Regions from separate parts of the Drosophila melanogaster genome. Here region 1 is linked to region 2. Evidence: chromatin contacts called from public Hi-C data. All regions are on one chromosome and are shown on one strand. The core of a region is the stretch at or near the end of the contact, and the rest is flanking DNA. Distances in the headings are between cores, read along the strand shown.

Region 1 (6,476 bases), core at 1,999-4,498, 1.6 Mb after region 2:
AATGTTTAGATATGTTGTAGCTCAGTTGATTCGAACTCACCTTCATTGGCGTAGGATGCCTCGAGCAGCTCCTGATAAAAGCTAGAGTAACTCTGCTCCGTAGGTGACTTGCTATCCACGTTCTTCTGTGGCGAATGAGACGACTGCTTCGAGGTGGAGGGACGCTGCTCAGCCTCTGGCGTGTCAGCTCGTGCCACTGATGGCGCTGAATCGCGCTTTGGACTCTTCCTCAGCGGAGCCTCTAAAGCCTCGGCGCTGCAAGGTAGGAAGGAACTTAAAACCTCAGTAAGCTGCACCACAAGTCGCCACGAACACCAACCTCTTGCTAGCCAAAGTCGTCTCGCGAGTTTCGTGTCGTCGCTTCTTTCTGAGGGCCGTAGCGCGACGTTGAGACTTGGATCCCTTGCCCGAACGTTGGCTTGCAGCTGTGCTCGGCGATGAACTGCCACCGCTGTGTCCCACCGAGCTGGTGCTACTCATGTCTGTTGCATCGCTATCGTAGCCACCCAGCTCGTTAACCTCTTGCGGTAGCTTGTGACTAAACTGGTTAAGTGTTTTGGGCGACAGCGAAAATGCGGGTCCGGCGCCATCACCACCACTACCGCTGGTCAAAGCCACAGGTGGATTACCGCTGCTGCCAGTGCCCCCACACGCAGAGTATTTTGAGGGCGAGGCATCGGAGTCGGTAAGCGCTTCTGCAGAGGTAACCGTCGAGGATGTGGCCGATCCTGCCGCTGTATTGCTGTTGCGCGAGCGTTGCGTATTCTCGCGACACCACTGTAGGTAAGACTCGCGAGCAATTTGCTCCTCAATGGCTTCGTTAGTGGCCTCCCAGTCTGTTGTCTTTAGTTTATCTTCAAACATGGTCTACAATTAAAAAGGGTTGGTAAATGGATGGTACTTAGTAATGTTGTTTCTATTACATACCTGTTCGATCTCCAACTGCTCGCTGAGACGCACAGCCTCTTTGGTTTGGATCTCGGGCTTGTATCCAGCCAAGCCCAGGCCCACGCCAACGGTGGCGTTGTAGGGATCCAGAATAGCATTGTAGTGTGATCCGCGCTGATAGGATAAACGCAGCGGGGGATAACCCGCCTGCGACTGTTCCGAGTTAAATATATTGATGGGATCTGGAAATATTTAATAAATGAATTTATATTAGTATGTATATCACAAAATATATACATATATAGATGACAATCTTAGCTGACTACTTACTTGACTGGTAGCAGTATACCTCGACGGTACGGCTGTAGATCTCGGAAATAGCTTGGATCTCAATGTGGTTGCCATGAGCATCACGAGCCCGTTTACGCTGTATATAGCTGTTGATGTCCTCGGTGACAAACTGACCGAAATATTCCCGATTCTCGTGCTGCATAAGTAACCAAAATTGTTAGGACAAATTAAAAGGTGTATCAAGAGGAAACATTACTATATAATCCATAGTGTGTTGGCGGATCACGTCGTGCATCTCCTCGTCGCCGTATATTTGAAGGGATATAGAGCGAAACAGGCAGGCGCCATCCTCCTCGACAGGCTTAAGTTCGTAGCCGCGCTGTTCCATACATTTGGCGAACTCCAGATCACGTCGCTGCCACTCTTCCACTGGAATCAATCGCTCTTTGGGCTGATGATGCTCATCGCCGCTATTGTAACCGGAAAAGGTTTCCTCCACTGTTTTTAGCAAATTGGCGGCCGCCGTAGACGTAGACATCTGGACCTGAGCTGTGGGCACCGTGGTGCAGCCCAGTCCCAAGTGTTCGGGTGAGTTTCGGCCCACTGCCGACGGACTGCTACTGCCGGAAGTTGAGGTCGACGGTGGACTGTTGCACTTGCTGCCAGATACACCAGGTGCTCCACTGCCCGCCGCTGCCGTCGGATGGACTAGTTTCTCGCGCTCCAGACGATCGCGCTTATAAAGGTGTGCATGCGCTTCGTGGTGTTCGCGACGCTTCGAGCGTGTGCTAGTGGAAAAGACGGAAAAACGACGATATTAAATGCTGAGCAAAATTTACCAGAATTTTGAATTTTGAAAATCTGACTGCCAACTATTGTATTAACAAAATCATTGCATAGTAGATGTGACACTTCAAATGTCAATACCTTTGTATAAGTATCTTTCGAGGTATTTTGTTGAATTGGTCGTTAGTCGTTTAGAATAAATGGCCATAAATTCCCAGAAGAAACTCTATAGTAGATTTACCATAGGTAATGTTCTAGGAATGTAATCTGACTACCCATCAGGCGACTTAATCAATTGGTGCAGGGCGTGAGGCCCCACCCCAGTAAATCCTGGTGGCCCACTGCTATAACTTACCTCTTGTGTGGGCTGCAGCGATGGGTGCGTGCCAGTTCGTCGTAGACCTCGCCACGCCTTTGGGGGCTCTAGAAATAGGGGGCGGAGCGAAGGTGCATATTAATGAGCAAATCCCAGAAGGGGCTTAAGAACCACTCACCTGCCCATCGATGACGACGTTACGGTGGTTGTGGGCATGGTTATGGGTCTGGCTGACCACCGACTGCTCCACCACAACCACCTGCGCCTCCTTGTTATCGGGATCCACATTTCCAGCCACGCGTTTCGCGCTCGGTGGGGCGCTCACTGGCTTGATTGTCATGTTGGTGCGCTGCTATTTTTGTGTCCCTTGCTGTGCGCTCTCTCTCGCTCTTTCCTTTGTTATTGGCTATCGGATGTCTTTAATTATTTGCTTAGGTCGAGAAGCGTGCGTCATATAGGGACACCTCCTTAATTCTTAATCACGATCCACACAACTAACAGAAAACTATGACTTCTTTGTACGAGATGAGATGTCGTCGCAGAAATTGCGACCTCAGTTGGTTCCTTTCACCAACTGAAATGTGAGTTTTTCTTGTCTGCGGCTAGAGAAATCGGTGCTTGTTTATCGTAGGATAAGTGTGTTCTATAGCCAATTGTGGCAGTAAATCACAGTCTCCTGAGCAATACAAAACTACAAAAAAAAAAAAGACAATTTCCAGATTTTCATCTGTTTTTGTGCAAGTGTGTGTGTGCGCTTGTGTGTGTGCGCTGTGTTCGCTGTTGCTCACCACTGTATTCGTTGCCTTAAACTCTGCGATTATTAATGTCTGACTCCGGTATATCCGATTTACAGGGAAATTTTGTCAATGAATATAAAATAATTTGGGGATTTTATATATTTGCTATTCCTGTAGTTCGATTTTTTTATTTTGTGCACGTTGTCCAGTGTTACCGCAGTTTTTTGCCGTAAATATACCATCGTCGTAGGTGTAGCAAGGGAACGACGGAAAATGAAACACGGAGCTCTGTTAATTTTACTGCAAAACTAAAAAACAAAGATACGGATAATTTTAGGAAATAACGAAGCATTTAGCCGTGCGTTTCTAATTTCTGGTCTACAAGTATATAAAATATGCACTTAATAGAAAATCTCCACACCTGGACTAAACCATGAGATTAGCGAGGACATAAACAATTATGTAAAGTGTCCACTGAAGACATGACCCTATCAGAGATGTAATTTGTAACGAATGCTGCTAAATGTATTTGATCTGATTGAACTTTTTAACACTATAGGATTTTTATAAATATTATTATTATTATTATTATATATTACATTTATATAAACTGCTTTTTTGTATGTTCTGAATTTCAGTTTTTTAAAATAATTTTTTAATTATAATTTAAATGTGAATTATATTATACGAACAACGCAAATCTTTAGAGAACCTCAGAAAATGTTTGTTTTCTTTCACGCCGTCTACAAATTATAGGTGGCTGACTTTTCGTCATTAGATATTATGCTCTGAAACACATGTGTAAATATTTATCGCGGGACAACAACATTCGATTTATTTAGAAAAGGTATAAAACATCTAAAAACGTAGCAAAAATGCTAGTCTACCAACAACCCAGCGATGAAGACAGAGGTTGTATTTATTTTTCTGTTTTTTGCAATGGTGGCGATTTTGAGCGCCAACGCCGAAAGTACCACAACTACTGAGGCCTCCGAAACCACGACAAAATCTCCTTCTGCTCCACAATGGTCTTTGACGGAATTTATACGGTTTTTCAACGGCAGCGGTAGTGGAAACAAATTCTACTTCTTCTTCTAGAACAATTTGTACATATCTGAAATTTATTTTCTGTCAATAAAATGAAAGCACCTTAATTTAAATGTTTTAGTTTTTAATATTAATTGGCCATCAATAGGTTAATCTCAATAACTTATCTAAGCCGTACTTATTTGAGCTGTCCCAATTTATTTAAGACGAAAATTGCTTATATCTGTATGCATTTAAAAAGTAGTTATTTTCAGTTAGTATTCATATAGATAACAAAAAAATTAAACACGATTTATAATATTCGTATGCATATATTTTACAATCGTATACATTAAAGTCATGAGCCGTTTAATCTGGGCCCTATCCATTCGCAAGGACCAACTCTAATATTGATTGTTCCATCCGCCCCAAGCGCTTCCATAAGGACGCCATCCATATCGCCAACTGGGCCTGGCTCCAACACCCACCCAACGGCCGTTGCCCCACCAATATGGATATTGTCCGGTTACACCGACAGAGCCACCTGGTATCGTAGTTGCAACACCACCGGAACTCCCTGAACCCTCCAAGCTTAGGCCATTGGCGGTTATTGCTCCATTAGCCAAGCTTTCGCTGCCTTGTGTTGCGCTTTGGGTCCAAGAATTCGAGTTTTGGGACTGAGCATCGTTTCCTGACTGTTCTCGGCCCAATCGAATGCGAATGTCCGGAGATCCCTGGGCACTGGAACTGTCACCCGAGAATCCTGAACGTTGAGACCAGGATTCATCAGACTGAGATCCACCTGCACCTACAATAGAACCGGAAAGAGATGGACCATCGCTGGCATTCGTCTCGTCGCTGCTGGTGCTCCTCTTGATTAGCTTGGACCAGGAGCCCGAAGAATCTCCTCCGCCAACAGAAATACCTGCGTTGATGTTAGGTAGGGTTAAACGAATAGGATTGGACGTTTTCTTCGACGAACTAGACCAGGAGTATTTGGACTCTGTTTTTGGGACCGATGAAGTCTTCGATGTAGTGGTTGTGGTCGTAGTTTTGAAAGATGAACTGGCCTTGGGTACTGCAGAGTTCTTTGACGTAATTTTAATAGTTTTAGTTGATGTTGAACCTGATATTCCGCCATCGATGGATATGCCGGCATCAACTTTCGGTACAGTCAAAATTTTAGACGATTTACTTCCATTTGTGGATGTTGTCGTAGTTGTTGTTGAGGATTTTGAGCTTGACTTTCCACCATTAACATTTAGGCTGGCATCCAGTTTAGGCAGACTCAAGTCTATCTTTGACAAAATGTTTGTATCTTTAATAGATGCTGAGCGGGCATCATCTCCGTTAACGGCTATGCTGGCATCAACTTCTGGTAGAGACAAGGATAATTTATTTCCCTTTGTGGATGTTGTCGTAGTTGTTGTTGAGGATTTTGAGCTTGACTTTCCACCATTAACATTTAGGCTGGCATCCAGTTTAGGCAGACTCAAGTCTATCTTTGACAAAATGTTTGTATCTTTAATAGATGCTGAGCGGGCATCATCTCCGTTAACGGCTATGCTGGCATCAACTTCTGGTAGAGACAAGGATACTTTATTTCCCTTTGTGGATGTTGTCGTAGTTGTTGTTGAGGATTTTGAGCTTGACTTTCCACCATTAACATTTAGGCTGGCATCCAGTTTAGGCAGACTCAAGTCTATCTTTGACAAAATGTTTGTATCTTTAATAGATGCTGAGCGGGACTCATCGCCGTTAACGGCTATGCTGGCATCAACTTCCGGTAGAGACAAGATATCTGACAATTTAGTTCCTTTGGTGGATGTTGTTGTAGTTTTCGTTGACGACTTTAGGCCATCGACCGCAGGAAGAGTTAAAGTACCTGACTGATTACTTCCTTTGGTCGTGGTAATTGTTGTTGTGGTGGTTGATGACCGAGTGGTCTTTCCATCTTTGCTTACTGAGGTTTCCTTGGTAACTTTAACAACAGGTGAAGAAGGTACGCCGACTTGGCTCACAGATGATGTCGTTGTGGTGACCTGGTTTAAGCTTTTAATATCGTTTTGTGGAATTCCCTGTGTAATTGAGCTGGATTGGCCCGGATCTGAAGAAGTTGTTGTTATAGTGGTCGAAGAAGTCTTGACCGATTTTCCACTATTGGAAGTTTTCTTTGATGAGCTCTTAACGTTGGGTGTTGAGGAAGTGCTTGTCGTTACGGTTTTTGTAGTTTTGCTAGCGCTTATACTCGACTGACCATTAGACTTGGGGACCTTAAATGATTTTGACGAGTATTTTGTTGTGTTTTCAGTTGATGTTAAGCTTGATTCGCTGTTCTGAACATCTGCACTAGTATCTACAACAGGCAGAGATGAGGTAACTGTAGACTGACTCGAATTTCCCTCATCGTTTAAACCATTTCCTTGGGTGAC
Region 2 (6,267 bases), core at 1,398-3,897:
TTATTTTTTGGCCAAGAACCTCGAGTGATCCCGCCTGCGCTTTATAGTGATGAATCCCACATAAATCTATGTATATTCTATACCCATCATTCAATTCATTCAATATATACACACTATGATCAAACGTAATAGATAGCTCCAAAAAAACACCCAAAACTACTACTAAGGTGAATATACACGAATCCAATCCAAGGTCCACCGATCCGAAATAGAACCAGAGCCAGTAATTACTGAAGCCGCTGTACCCGAAGGCAATCTCAAACTCAATCTCAGTCTCACATTTATAGTCAATTTGTATAGTTGGGCAGCTATATGCGTAAAAGTGTGGTAATTGGTAATGGTAAACTCTTGAAACTTTATACATATAGTGAAGACTCACCAGTGTCATAGATGTATTCATTACGTAAACGGCAATTAAAGCGATTATTATCATTATTGTTGTGCTATGTTTAGCGGAGTAGAAGTGAAACCCGAAAAAAAATATGAATTTATATATGTATACAAAACGCAGCAGCAGCAGCAGGACGAACTCTATCTAGGACACATTAAAAACCACTCTACTTTATATACACATACTCGAATGATATGAATAAAAGTATGAATTACACGAACGGGAACGGGACAATCAAAATTCAAGCGACACTAAAACTAATTCTATATCAACTATCAACTAACAAACAATTGCAATTTTAAGTTACGTTGTTGTCGTTCGTTGTGTTTGTTCGATTCGTTGGATCTGCGTTTGGTTAATGCCAGCTAATTTGATCCTGAAACTCCAGCATATCCTTGCCATGCACCTGAAATTGCTTTGCATTTTGTTCGGTCCGAATTTGTTGTTTATTTATTTCACCTTAGACAAGCATATCGATATGGTTTACTAGCGTTTAATCGTACGTATATATAATTAGATTTACTTAATTTTAATTAATGTTTACGCGACAAGACAGAAACCTAAACACAAGAAACAAAAAAAAAAATTTAAAAATGAAAAAATTAAAAACAAAATCTAAATCAAAGAAAAAGGGGAAAACCAAAAGCTCAAACTGGACTGAACATTTAAGAGTTATATTATGTACATTATTGAATTGCATTTGATTGTGTGAAGATCGTTTTAGTGCTAGTAACTGCGCCTAAAACAAAAGGGTATTATATTTGTATTCGAATTTGTATGTAATTCTGATCGTATGTACGTTATGTTATCGTAAGTGTACCATCCTAGATCCTCTAATGAATTGAATTGAAATGAAGCCAACTCTGTCTCTTGTGATTCTATTGTGATGCTATGGGAGTCAAGCAGCACTCAACTGTTTTTATGCCTCTTAAAGTTTAAAACAAAGCTAATCGTAGCAAAACCTAAAACTAAACTACCTATCTCTACACTAGTCTATGCAATGCTAATTGGCAGCCCCAACAATTGAAAACAATCATGCACAATAAATGTTATGCAATTGAGAGAATCCAAAGGCCAAAGACCCACAACTTTTTCTTACACTACTCGAAGTAATTGTGTACAACTAAAGGAATTCTAGATTTTAAATGTGCTAAAACTGTTTATAGTCAAGTACTTAATTAAGAGTGTAATTATCAAATATTAATACGTACAAAGGTTGGGGCATTTGGCATAGTAATACTAATAATGTATAAACGTGGGATCCGATGATTTGATTGATGATAATGGAGCGGTGCAAATGCGTGTGACAATGTACGTATGTAACAAACAATTGAATTTAAATGTTTAATAAATGTGTGGAAATGAATAAATGCTCTGTGTGCTAAATTCCTCAATTACTCAATAACAGCCTCTACGTTAGCTTCTCGTCCAGGAATAGTGGATCCAAACTGCACTTTTGCCGCTGTTCCATGTAATCCAAAAACTGGTGGTCAAATAAACGCTGCCCCATGCTGCGTGCCACATCGTCGGATTCGTCGGTGTTTGCCTTCTCTATGAGCAGCTGTTGGCATTAGGATTTCCTTTTTTTTTAACTATTTTGGAAAGTTGATGCAGCCTTCTGCTCACCTCAATTTCCTTGGACAAAAATTCTTTGGTCGCATCGCTCATCTTCTTTTGCGGCTGGCCCATCAAAGCGTTTTCCAGAAACTTGTAGGCCTCACTGAAAGTACCACAATGCTAAATACAAATGTAGTTTATCAAAACCATTCCTACTTCAAGTCAATGCCGTTCAGTTCCGTTGGCGATGGCTTTGTCTCATTTTGGATTATGGAGTTCACAACGACGGCTGCTTCGAATTCGCAGAGTTCAGCGAGTTGCGAACTTTTCATGAGCTCCAGCCACTGGTTAATGTTGTTTAAGCTAACGGAGTCGCAGTTTTTCACCATTTCCTCGCCCTTGCCAATCATGTCGGCCACATACTCTAGAAAAGGGATTGGGGGACAATGTACTTTTATTGCATTATGCATGTTTTAAGAAAACTCACGGAGAATGCCATTCGAATTATTTTGATTTTGCTGCTTGGCTGCTTCGAGCAGGATTTGCTGTGAGTAGCCCAGTCTGTTTAGTTGCCTTTGCAGCTTAACTTTCACCTCTCTCGGAATCCTTGCAGGCTTTTCTGCGCCTTTTTGCGCGGAGTTTTTCGGTTCCGGCGTAAATTGTTGCTCCTCCTCCATTTCTTTTGTTTATGTTTACGGTTTGTTAGGCTGACCCCATATGGTATTTGGTATTTAGTATTAAATTGAATCATTTGATGCGGCAATGAAGGAATGGTGGAATAAGTGGAACATGGAGACGGTTCATGTCATGGATTTATCCCGGACGCGTTCTCTGGTTAAAATGGCGCACCCACAAGCAGCCACACCAATCCCAAAGTTTCATTTATTAGTTTAGTGGCGAGTTTGGCGGCGCGAAACGCTCGTTGGTCCTTTTGTTTCGAAAGAAATCCTATTCGAAGATCCCCGATCCTTGCTAGGATCATCTAGTGCAATATATAGACTAGTTAATTTACTTTTGGAAAAATAAGGACACCAGCAGGGCCGCCGATTTGTGCCCCTTTCTTGAAAGTCGCAAAACAAAAACAACGACGACAACAACAAAGCGGAGACAAAGAATCGACAAGTAGCGATAAACGAAATCATTCCCGGGAAAACCTTGGAGACGGGTGATTCACTGCCAATACCACTGCCAATTGGAGACTGATCACGGCAGCCATCCTTGGCGCGCCCAATAAGCGGAGTCACCGGAACGCGTGGAAGCCATATCCGGAATGCAGCCGCCGGAGCTCGAGATTGGAATGCCGAAGAGGCATCGCGAGCATATACGCAAGAATCTGAATATACTGGTTGAATGGACGAACTACGAGCGTCTGGCCATGGAGTGCGTGCAACAGGGCATCCTAACCGTTCAGATGCTAAGAAATACGCAGGATCTCAATGGCAAGCCATTCAACATGGACGAGAAGGATGTGCGTGTGGAGCAGCATCGTAGGCTCCTATTGAAGATCACCCAGCGTGGTCCCACCGCCTATAACCTGCTGATCAATGCACTGCGCAATATCAATTGTCTGGATGCGGCCGTTCTATTGGAATCCGTCGATGAGTCCGATTCAAGGCCACCCTTTATCTCGCTAAACGAACGGAGAACCAGCCGGAAGTCGGCCGATATTGTGGACACACCCTCACCCGAAGCCTCCGAAGGACCCTGCGTTAGCAAGGTAATGAAAATAAAATCATACGAAAGCTTTGATGGTGAAATTGCAGCTCAGGTCATTGACCCTGATTTCTACAAAAAACCGGTTTATGGCACAATTTATTTGCATTTTTTTTTTTAGGTTTGTTAATTGAGTTATTCCTATTGGAATGAGATTAGAAAAGGTATCTTTAAGAATTGTAAATGGACTCAATGATGAATACTACTTTGGTACATGTGCACAGTATTATTTGCTTCTCTTTCAGAAGTTAGTTCGTGTATGAGATTCTTGTTTTCCATTTTTTTTGGAAGCATGAATCACATCCATTCTACTTACCTATCCCAATTATTCTTTTAGTAGGATTTGTTTTTAACCAGAATCTTATCGCAATATTGCTGGCAGCTGTGTTTATATAGCACGAATGTTGATTACTTCTTTGTCTGCCACATTAACCGTGCAATGAAAATATAATATATATATTGAAAATCTTATCTTTATTGTAATTTGTTCTTTCTTTCTCTCTCCTACCAAAGCTCCGGAATGAGCCGCTGGGAGCACTCACCCCTTATGTGGGTGTCGTTGACGGTCCCGAGGTAAAAAAATCGAAAAAGATACATGGTGGGGATAGTGCCATATTGGGCACATATAAGATGCAATCACGTTTCAACCGAGGCGTTTTGCTAATGGTTAACATAATGGACTATCCGGATCAAAACCGTCGACGGATCGGAGCCGAAAAGGACAGCAAGTCGTTGATACACTTGTTTCAAGAACTGAATTTTACGATTTTCCCCTATGGGAACGTGAATCAGGATCAGTTCTTTAAACTTCTGACAATGGTGACCTCCTCGTCGTATGTGCAGAATACCGAGTGTTTCGTAATGGTACTGATGACACACGGCAACAGTGTGGAGGGAAAAGAGAAGGTGGAGTTTTGCGATGGATCTGTGGTCGATATGCAGAAGATCAAGGACCATTTCCAGACGGCCAAATGTCCTTATTTGGTGAACAAGCCGAAGGTGCTTATGTTTCCCTTTTGCCGCGGCGATGAATATGATTTGGGCCATCCAAAGAATCAAGGCAATCTCATGGAGCCAGTGTATACGGCGCAAGAGGAGAAGTGGCCTGACACCCAGACGGAGGGCATACCCAGCCCGAGCACCAATGTGCCAAGTCTTGCCGACACTCTGGTCTGCTATGCTAATACGCCGGGCTATGTTACCCACCGCGATCTCGACACGGGCAGCTGGTACATCCAGAAGTTTTGCCAAGTGATGGCCGATCATGCCCACGACACAGACCTTGAGGATATCCTAAAGAAGACGAGCGAAGCCGTGGGTAATAAGCGCACCAAGAAGGGTTCCATGCAGACAGGTGCCTATGATAATCTTGGCTTTAATAAGAAACTCTACTTCAATCCCGGGTTTTTCAACGAATAGTTGCCGCCACTGGACATTTTATCATTCCGGATGCATTTTTAACCGCATTTATGTTCTTATCGTCGCATTTAGTATGTCTTTTAGATTATGTGTTCTGTGCTCGCGTGCTATAAAATGTTTATATTGTAACAAATACTCATTCAAGTATTCTTCTAATACGTATTGCATACCTCATTTAAAGGTACGAAATTATGTAATTTATGTGATAACTGCCAGAAATCTACAAATATTATAATACAGAGTTCCAGTATATACACAGCCAGATTTTTGAAATCGAACATTTAGGCAAAATGTAAAGCAATTTTCCAGTCTGATTTTTGAGTGTGTACACTTACAAAATAAACGATGATATTTCACAACAAACCGCAGTTTGTATATAATTAAAATCTATTTACATTTCTAAAATTTCATTGGGACACTAATTATTATATAATATAATCTTAGGATCATACATTTTAACCTAATCATCCTGCTCATCCTCCTCCGCCAAGTGGGACAGTTGTAGTTTTCCCGCTGCACGGCTCTGTTCCGATTTGGTTTTGCATTTCTTTGGCTTATGCGGCTTTTGGCCAATTACATACTCAGGCATCACCAGCTTGGAACCTCTTAACTGCGGCTTATCCAGCTCCACATCATCCACCTCCTGCTGTTTGAGGCTCTTGAGCTTGCGGCTGAGTTTGCTGGTCCTCTTGAACTCGATCTTGCCATCTGTAGGTGGAGATTCGTTATCGACGCCCTCAGCCTCGCGCTGTGCATCCATTTGTCGCAGGAAGGACAAGGCGGCGGCGGAGTTGCTCTGTTCGGAAATGTCCACATCAGACAGGGAGTACTTCTTCCATTTGTGCGGGTTTACCTAGAGAGTAGGTCAAACGTTTAGGGTGGGGACAACTAATTGCAGAGGGATGGTCTGTCACCTGGTAATCTGGCGTTTTTCTTGGCTTCAAACAGCGTCCAATGGGGAGTTCGGGCTTCTTGAAAATGCTCTCCTTGCCGCGCATTCGTCGCAGTCTTCCATCCTCCGCATCGAGGCCAGTAACAATGCTGCGACCCTGGCGGTAGTTCATCACCTGTCCGGATTCGTTTCCGGATTTGTTTCCTCGATCGAGGGCATTGATGGAAAACGCCTTGGCCTTGCTCTGATCCAAGGCAGTTCCCCGCAACTCTTTGCTCGCATCGTCGAGACATGC

The links. Hi-C and Micro-C count contacts between places; a contact is called where the count stands out from the background.
Region 1: a Hi-C map of the Kc167 cell line shows a contact between it and region 2, with 2.8 times the contacts expected there. A contact is called at or near these places in 5 of 107 Hi-C or Micro-C datasets (the Kc167 cell line, cellular blastoderm embryo and embryo).

The regions. Positions count from the first base shown.
Region 1 is chr3L:11,606,217-11,612,692 of dm6, forward strand. Duba (Deubiquitinating enzyme A) reads right to left here and starts at 3,249. Exons shown (of 9, transcript NM_168465.5): 1 at 3,070-3,249; 2 at 2,460-2,972; 3 at 2,321-2,388; 4 at 1,436-1,967; 5 at 1,219-1,375; 6 at 928-1,130; 7 at 320-867; 8 at 41-255. The coding sequence starts at 2,621. CG42832 reads left to right here and starts at 3,919. Exons shown (of 1, transcript NM_001202158.2): 1 at 3,919-4,170. The coding sequence starts at 3,919. The coding sequence ends at 4,116. It overlaps Muc68Ca (Mucin 68Ca), which reads right to left. Exons shown (of 1, transcript NM_206332.2): 1 at 4,362-6,476. The coding sequence ends at 4,449.
Region 2 is chr3L:9,965,670-9,971,936 of dm6, forward strand. CG6685 reads right to left here and starts at 2,648. Exons shown (of 4, transcript NM_001274742.1): 1 at 2,436-2,648; 2 at 2,165-2,372; 3 at 2,018-2,111; 4 at 934-1,952. The coding sequence starts at 2,625. The coding sequence ends at 1,803. bma (black match) reads left to right here. Exons shown (of 20, transcript NM_001382075.1): 20 at 1-1,629. It overlaps Dronc (Death regulator Nedd2-like caspase), which reads left to right and starts at 2,810. Exons shown (of 2, transcript NM_079293.4): 1 at 2,810-3,665; 2 at 4,175-5,333. The coding sequence starts at 3,219. The coding sequence ends at 5,080. It overlaps CG6674, which reads right to left. Exons shown (of 2, transcript NM_140120.2): 1 at 5,995-6,267; 2 at 5,482-5,933. The coding sequence ends at 5,541.